Linked DNA regions of Zea mays: region 1 is linked to region 2. The links are chromatin contacts, called in public Hi-C maps. All regions are on one chromosome and are shown on one strand. Each heading gives the region's core, a stretch centred on a gene start, on an enhancer-like site or on the middle of the called end of the contact. The rest is flanking DNA. Distances are from core to core; before and after follow the strand shown.

The links. Hi-C and Micro-C count contacts between places; a contact is called where the count stands out from the background.
Region 1: a Hi-C map of ear shows a contact between it and region 2, with 2.3 times the contacts expected there. The contact joins the promoter of LOC100280481 here to the promoter of LOC100384319 in region 2. A contact is called at or near these places in 4 of 25 Hi-C or Micro-C datasets (ear, endosperm, leaf and 1 more).

The regions. Positions count from the first base shown.
Region 1 is chr2:84,663,994-84,668,433 of Zm-B73-REFERENCE-NAM-5.0, reverse strand. LOC100280481 (lactoylglutathione lyase) reads right to left here and starts at 1,313. Exons shown (of 8, transcript NM_001153401.2): 1 at 1,182-1,313; 2 at 947-1,081; 3 at 185-246. The coding sequence starts at 1,253.
Region 2 is chr2:84,266,058-84,270,745 of Zm-B73-REFERENCE-NAM-5.0, reverse strand. LOC100384319 (DnaJ protein ERDJ2A) reads left to right here and starts at 2,175. Exons shown (of 10, transcript NM_001322052.1): 1 at 2,175-2,586; 2 at 2,716-2,811; 3 at 3,291-3,411; 4 at 3,519-3,625; 5 at 3,735-3,952. The coding sequence starts at 2,401.

The DNA of each region.
Region 1 (4,440 bases), core at 64-2,563, 400 kb before region 2:
CCATACACAGTCTAACACAATCTAACTAGGGTTAGGGCTGTTATTGTTTTTTTCTCAAGAACATCCCACTCAAGAACATCCCTACATTTACAGGACAAAACTATAAAGAACAGATATGAGCTGTTATTGTTTTTTTCTCAGCATGGATATATTATTTGGAGGAAGAGAAAGAAATTAAACTCACGACATGCCCATCACACGTGAGTAGAAGTCAAGGCTCACTTTTGGGTCCTTCACACGTAACATCTGAAACAAAGAACATAAATTTTTGTGATCATTACCTCGGCAAGTACAACATCAGAAATGCTTATGGGGATAAGCTGGCCCACCAATGGTTAATTCCAAAACTACGGAATGATTTTAGTTTAGCAAACAAACAGGAATAGTAGCAATACAAGCCTGTCAGATATTTACAATCAAGGGCCCATTTAGTAGCATTCCTAAGCATCAATTTTTTGCAGAAGTCGGTATCCATGTATATTCTTCCTTTTCTTAATATAATGATACGCAGTTCTCCTGCGTGTTTGAGAAAAAAAATGATGGTGATTTTGCCAGCGCCCACAGGATTTTGCATATATGTGCTTAGTTATTTGTGATGTCTGGCCCTTGTAACAAAGTGAGCTCAGAGTTGGATCTGCTTCAGAATTGAGATATCCAGATTGTTTGACAGGTATCAAATGCATTATTCATCAGATACATTTTTTCTTTGCATCCCACAAGACAAGAGCAGCAGCAAATTTGGATTGGGACGGGATGGGGGAGCAAATAGGATATAGAGCACAGCAACTACTGACTGATTATCCCACTGCTTATGAAGTGCGCCACGACTACTTATGTGAATCCACACATCGAGCACCAAAACTGGAAACCCGAGCTGAATAGCACGCACATGTGCTTGATAAACACACTCCCTCGGTGAAATAGACAGGAGTAAAGCTCGCGTTACCGTTTGTTGCAAGAAGTAGCCTTTGGTGGCGGGGTCGACCTCGGTCTGGAGCCCAGGGTTATTCGCTGGCGCCTCCTTTGGTCCTGAGGAAGTCGCCATGGCGGCGGGCGCGAACCGGCGAACCCGATCGAATCTCTACGAAATCAAGAAAATTCCCAACGGGGAATGGTGAGTGAAACCTGAGCGAAAGTCACCATAATCATCAATCCAAATCCTCCAGTACGGAACACGGGACCTTGAAGTGCGACGCGCTGGGAATCAGGCGGAGGAGCGTGCAGGATGGGGAGAGGAGCGATGCACCAGCCATGGCAAGAGCACCAGGATATATAAACCTATTTTTATATAAGATTATCTATATGAGTAAAATACATTTCCCGTCTTTAAAATTGTTTGTCATCCCCATCTACAAACTTTTAAAATGTGTTAGTCCAATCCTTAATTGTTATTCGGATCTCAGTTAGATCCAAGCGCCTCCTAACATGGCATGTCTTTCTAAGGATAAAAACGGGACGGATACATTCGGATACATGATCATCTCGTATCATACCTTAATGTATTTCTATCGGATACGAGACCAGATTCGGTTATTTAAGCTTCGGGACGGATACAGGACGGGACCGGTTAATAATACGGGCGGGTAAGAAACGGATAACGGATACTACTCGGGTAGGTACCGGATAATTGTCGGGTAGTTCGTCTGATGATATTAATTGTCCAACTATCCATAAGTTAAGTAATACATAATTATGTATATGATAGATTAAATGTAAGAAAGAAAACCAATAAAATTGACATCATGCAGTTCAAAGTTACTTATCACAAGGACATTGTAGAACAACACCGCAATATTTAAAATTCATAGAATATTGTAGTTTCACTCAAAAATTGCAAATAAGTTACAAAAACTAATAAAATTTTATATGAAGATAACTCAAGTCCCCGTATGAAAATAATAAAGTAAAGTACTGATTATGTTGAAACTTGGATACTTACATTGATTTCACATGTAACGCATACAGATAAGTGAAAGTGAAAGGGAAAAAACATGGGCATCTTATAGATTGTATGATCCAAACATTTTTATTGTTATATATGGACATATGCTGTGTATCCATAAAATTTCACGATTTTTTTAGGCTATTTCTGTATTATTAATTTCTTGTCATAGAAAATTATCAAAATACAATTAAATCCTTAAAATATTGTAGTATTGACCGAAAAATACAAATAAGTTACCAATACTAATAAATAGTCTATAAAAAGATAATCTTAAGTTCCCACGTGGAGATAACCTTAACCCCACACATAAAAATGATAAAGTATATTAATTTGATATAAATTTGGACATTTTTTCAATTATTTTGGTCTAAAAGATATGTTTAAACAAAAAATTGATGTATTACAAAGTTATAGATCTCTTCAAGCTCTACAATTTTCATATAAATTTTATCTTCATCCGATTTCATATGTAAAAGTTGTGATTTTATAACTATATTATGCAGAAAAAGAAAAAACGGGTACCCGAGTTTCGGTTACCCGTATCCGACCCGAATATCTGGGTATTTTTCGGGTAGTCCTCGCTCTGTATCCGACCCGAATCTGGATAGTGTATCTGTCCCGAATATAAAACTACTCGAATCCGTATCCGAAAAAACGGGTATTTACACTACCCGTATTCTGATACCCGACGGATATACCCGACCCGTTTTCATCCTATGACCTATGTCTTTCTTACTCTTGTTTTAATGTTTCTATCGGACCTCATATGTCATGTTTTTCTTCCTCCTCCCGTCCCCTCCCCTCTCCAACCACGACTCCTCCCGTCCCCTCCCCAACAACGGCCACTCTTCATGTCCCCTCCGTTTCCTCTAGAGCGTCAGCTCCCCTAATCCCTGCGTCGGCGCCCCAACTCCCTTCCTCATCGCATCTGGCGTCCAATAGCAGTGATTGGTGCCCAACAGCAGTGATCGGGCTTCAACCTAATCCGCCTCATCAGCTGTCGATCACCGCACCCGCGTCGGGCGCTTCCTCGTCGCCCAGCTTCCAGCATGGGCATATCGGCGTGTCGGTGCACCACGCGCTACTTGTGAGGGCCTCCCAGAGTAAGGAGGATGCTTAGGATGTTGCCAATATGAGCGCAGCCGCTCTGAAGATGGGGTTCTGGGACACACTGGTGTTTAGCGGGCTCGTGCCGAAGCAGATCAACGGGTGGTTGGCGATGGTGGGCTTCGTGTCCACGCTCGCCATCAAGGCTACCCACGCCGATGGCATCCCATCGCAAGTCGGCAGGGTTCATGACCGCGCGACGCCAAGCTCTGGAACGACCTCCTCGACATGCTCGGGCTCGTCGGTCACCCACGCATCGCATGCATCTAGGCGGAAAATCAGATGGATACGTGGAGAGTGGCTAGTGGCCCTCCGTTGCGCAGGGACTACCTGCTAGGGGAGGGCTGGAGCAGTGGCTGGCTCAATGAGGTTCTTTTCTCGTTCTCGAAACATGGAGCAGTAACGACAGGTGAGCGGCGGCGACAAGGGAGTAGCAGCGATAGGTGAGCGACGGCGGCGATGGAGATATGAGAAGGTGAGAGAGGACCAGGGAAAGAGAGAGAAGAGATAAACAGGCTGACATGTTTGGTTCATATGTCAACTACCCACTCATTTGAATCTAAATGTGACCCGAACATTAATTAAGGATCGGGATGACACATTTTAAAAGTTATGAACCGAGATGATATAGAGCGACAAGTTTAAGGACTGGAAATGTATTTTACTCTTATCTAAATATATATATCTATATCTTTATCTATATCTATACCACTATATAATCCACCAGTTTAAATTTTGCAAAACTCAACCAACCAAATCACGACTGCGCTCATAACCTCCACTAAATATACTAAACAAATTACACCTAGACTCAACACACAATCAAAACCAATGATTCAAATAACCTCTCTCCCTTACTCAACTCCAATAAACAATCTCTACCTACCAAACCTCGTGCTCCCTAGTAAGATTTCGGGTCACGTTGGTCTCTGGTTGTCTTGTTCCTTCGGGAACCTTTGGCGACTCAGAGTGGGTCTCGAACTTTAGGAGAAATCCCAAGGTTTCGAGTGGTTCCAAACCAAAATCCAGCTAATCTTTAGTCAGTCGCATATAGTCCACATCTTCTGTTAGAAATATAGGCATTTTCCATATCATTTTAATTCCATAAATTAACATTATGAAGATGACATATAAAAGATAATTAACCAAAGAAATCGTGATCTCAAATATATCCATAACAATATGGATCATGAGAACATAAATCTTATGAATCATATAAATATAATAAGCATGTAAACTCACGGAACAATTGAAAATAAACAGATAGCAACATAAATAGCATGACTGTAAAATTAAAACAAACAGATATAACATATTACTAGCATGAACAGACATCAGACATGTCATGATATAATATAACAGGACAGTTTGAATAATTCTATGGCTAC
Region 2 (4,688 bases), core at 926-3,425:
TATATTCTTAGTGCTAATTGTTGGGGTGAAGTTGGGCTCTTGCTTAGCTCTTGCTTAGTCTTTAATTAGTGTTGATTTTTAGAAAAGCCCAATTCACCCCCCTCTTGGGCATCGTGATCCTTTCAGAGACTACCCATCTGGAGCTTGACGGGAAGCTGTTCGTCAACACGCAGCAGGGCCCTACCTGGCGCGCCAACTGTCGGCGTTTCGACCCCGGGGGGTCCCTGGACCAACGAGTAAATTGTCGCCGCGTGTCCCAGCCCAGATGGGTCGGCGCAAGACGGAGCACAAAGGGGGGAAAGACGGCAAAAGGGAAACCCGCGGCCTCCGTGTTGTCCTGCGCCCAGGTCGGGTGCGCTTGCAGTAGGGGGTTACAAGCGTCCACGAGGGAGAGAGAGAGAGACTGTCCGCCAGCCCGTTCTCCCGCGCGACCAACCTTTTCGTACGAGAGCCCTGGACCTTCCTTTTATAGGCGTAAGGAGAGGGCCCAGGTGTACAATGGGGGGTGTAGCAGTGTGCTAACGTGTCTAGCAGAGAGGAGCTAGATCCCTAAGTACATGCTGTCGTGGCAGTCAGAGAGGTTTTGGCGCCCTGTTCATGTGATGTCGTGGCCGTCGGAGGAGTGCTTGAGCCCTGTGGAAGTACAGCTGTCGGGGCTGTCGAATCCTTGCTGACGTCTCCTTGCTTCCGTAAGGGTCTGAGAGCCGCCGTCGTCATAGAGCACGCGGGGTGCCACCATTACTTGTTTACCGGGGCGAGCTAGATGGGACGCCGGTCTTGTTCCCCGTAGCCTGAGCTAGTTAGGGGTAGGGTAATGATGGCCCCTCCTGTGACGTGGTCGGTCCGAGCCCGAGGTCGGGCGAGGCGGAGGCTCCTCCGAGGTCGAGGTCGAGTCTGAGCCCTGAGGTCGGGCGAGGCGGAGACCGTCTTCCGAGGTCGAGGCTGAGTCCGAGTCCTAGGGTCGGGCGAGGCGGAGTCCGTCGTCCGAGGTCGAGGCTGAGTCCGTCGTCCGAGGTCGAGGCTGAGTCCGAGCCCTGGGGTCGGGCGAGGCGGAGTCCGTCGTCCGAGGTCGAGGTTGAGTCCGAACCCTGGGGTCGGGCGAGGCGGAGCTTCCTATGGCGCCCGAGGCTGGACTTGGCTGCTGTCAGCATCACTCTGTCGAGTGGCACAATAGTCGAAGCAGGGCAGGCGACGCTGTTTTCCTGTTAGTTCGGTCAGTGGAGCGGCGAAGTGACTGCGATCACTTCGGCTCTTTCGACTGAGGAGCGCGCGTCAGGATTAAATGCCCCTGCGATATGGTCGGTTGGCGTGGCGATTTAGCCAAGGTTGCTTCTCCGCGAAGCCTGGGCCTCGGGCGAGCCGAAGGTGCGTCCGTTGCTTGAGGGGACCCTCGGGCGAGACGTGAATCCTACTGGGTCGCCTGCCTTTGCCCGAGGCTGGGCTCGGGCGAGGCGGGATCGTGTCCCTTGAGTGGACGGAGCCTTGTCCTGAATCGCGCCTATCAGGCCTTTGCAGCTTTGTGCTGACGGGGGTTACCAGCTGAGATTAGGAGTTTTGGTGGTATCCCTAATTATGGTCCCCGACACGATGATTTCGAAATACCGATGTCGTTTCTGTTTTCGAAATTACCGTTTCCGATTTCGTTTCCGATAACAAAATATGAAAACAGTAACGGTATTAGGTAGTGTTTGGTTGAGGAGCCAAGTAGAACGGAGCCGTTCCATCCCTGATTTTAGGAACGGAGCCGCTCTGTTCTGTGTTTGGTAATCTGTAACGGAGCAGCTCTGTTTTTTGTTTGGTTGCAGAGTGAACGGAACGGAGCGTGACTGTGAGAGCGGGATGAGAACAGAGCGGCTCCGTTCGGTTGATTTTTTGGAGCGGAATGATTTCGGATCTGAGAAAAATATTCCCTAATTAGAGACATTCCGTTCTAATTACTTTATAACCGAACAACAACATAACTAGGACGGAATGACTCCGTTATACTTGGCTCTTCAACCAAACATTGCCTAGTGTTTTTCAATCGTTTCCTACCGTTTTGGTCCTTACACGAGAGAGAGAGAGAGAGAGAGAGAGAGAGAGAGAGAGAGAGAGAGAGAGAGAGAGAGAGGCCACTGCATCCCCGCTTTGTCTCCAAACCGACTCTGCGGTGCCGATTCCGTGTCGTGGTACCACTACCGCCTACAGGCTACAGCCCACCGCGGCACCGCTGAAGACACCCCAAAACCTATCCCAATCGGCCGCGCCTCCGTCCGTGGCTCCGCCTGCCGGCGACCCCTCAGATCCGCGCGCCCCGTACCACCTCCCGCCGCCTCACTGCCAGATCCGGCCCTGGCTCCGCAAAATCCTGCGACATCGCAGACGAGCCGGGCGGGAGAGCGGAGGTAGGTCACAGCAGCCATGGCGGCCGCAGAGGAGAACAGCTCGCTGTTCCTGATTTTTATACTCACCATGATCGCGCTGCCCCTCGTGCCCTACACGATCCTGCGCTTGTGTCGCGCTGCCTCCGAGAAGGCGAAGACCATCCACTGCCGCTGCTCGGGTTGCCACCGCTCCGGCAAGTACCGCAAGTCGATCTACAAGAGGGTGCGGACGGCGCGTTCTTGTTCTTGTTTTTTCTTAAACTTCTTCTGTTCGGCTACTTTTGGTTTCTGTTTTGGGGTGTTGCTTGATTTGCTGTTCTGACTAATAAGTTCTGCTTCCCTTATTTCACAGATATCCAACTTCTCCACGTGCAGTAACCTAACCATCCTTCTGCTCTGGATTGTTATGATATTCCTGGTTTACTACATAAAGCTTGTTAGCCGTGAGGTATGTGAACTTTGGGCTACTTAAGAATTTGATGCTATCAGATAGAGCAATTCTTTCTGCGATACAAGTATACTTATCAAGTTAACATAACTCAGATCTGCTTCTGTTTTTCTCGGCAGTTGGAAGTGCTCTGTCCTAGTGCTTAACTGCTTATACTTTCCACTGTCCTCATTTGCCTTTTTTTTTCCTTACTAGTGGAAACTCATTTGGTTGTCATTTGTACGTGATTTGTGATTTGTCTAAACTATAGTCTGATTCTTACTTAATTCCAGATAGAGTTATGTGTTTCCTAGCATAGATATTTGTGACTTCAGGGTTGGACATGTCCCTGCCTCTTTATATCGAACATGCCCATTATGTAACCATCTTTATACTGATATTACGTAAACATTCAGTGAAATGAAGATATTATACATGCAAGTCTATAACATGATATAATTACAGTATTTGTTATATGATTTCGCTTTGAATTTTCTTAGGTCCAAGTTTTTGAGCCTTTCAGTATTCTTGGACTGGAAGCTGGGGCATCTGAATCTGATATCAAGAAATCATATAGGAGACTTTCTATTCAGTACCATCCTGATAAAAATCCTGATCCAGGTACCTCATTTGTAACACTATAATAAATTATTAATGTTGCTCAATGAAGAAAAAATATATCTTACCTGGTGAACTCTTCTTACGCCTTTTCTCCCACACATACCCAGAGGCTCATAAATACTTCATTGAATATATATCCAAGGCATATCAAGCATTAACTGATCCTATATCTCGTGAGAATTATGAGAAATATGGTCACCCTGATGGGCGGCAGGTAATATTAGCATCATTAGATCCTAATGTCTCAATCAGAGCTAAATTTTGCAACACATGTTCCATGAACTGCTAAAGCTAACGGGTAATACATCTTGTTTATGATTCAGGGGCTGCAAATGGGCATTGCTTTGCCCAAGTTTTTACTAAATATTGATGGTGCATCTGGTGGGATAATGCTTCTTGGAATAGTCGGATTTTGTATATTATTGCCTTTGATGATAGCTGTTATTTATTTGTCAAGATCATCAAAATATACTGGAAACTATGTCATGCATCAAACTTTGTCCACTTACTACTACTTTATGAAGCCATCTCTTGCTCCAAGGTATGAACTTGCGAACATGTCATTTAACACTGTTACTTTTGGAATTTAATATTTGTGTTTCCCTAGCACATATTGTTTAAAGTGCAAGTGCTCTGTATCTGATTTTTGAATTTTGATGTTAGACTGACATGAGGCCTGTAATATCATTAGCAACAGAAGATTTTTGTTAATATTGGAAGTGAGATTGTGATTTATTATTATTGACTTATTGCTCTTTGAGACTTCTTTTCTTGAATGTTCAAGCAATAGATCTTTTTTTTAAAAAACTTCTGCTGGGTAAATATATTTGCACAGCTCCAACTTTACCATTAAGCATTGATGAGTTGATAAAAAATAAGATGCTATGCACATGCAAAACCACAGCGCCTGATGAAACCATTAGTCCATTACTAAGTCTTGAATGACAACATCAAGAATCTCCTTTTCCAAAACCATATAATGGTACATAAAAATGATAATGCATTTTTTGTTAACATGTTCTTTTATTGTTTCTGACCACACTCCAGGGGGCTAGTATATATTTTAACCAGCTTATATATCTGGTAGATTAAATGAGTGCATGCTTTCTTCGAGTTTCCCATATACTTCTATCTTTATACTTGCTAGCCTTAGAGGTTTTCTTTATTTTTTGTCATTAGTACTTAGTAGCTTCCAGGAAACTTCTATTTTTGGTGTTAATTTACTTGCTAGCTTTCGAAATCATGTTTTTCCCTTGTGTGAGCCATGAGTTGTTTCC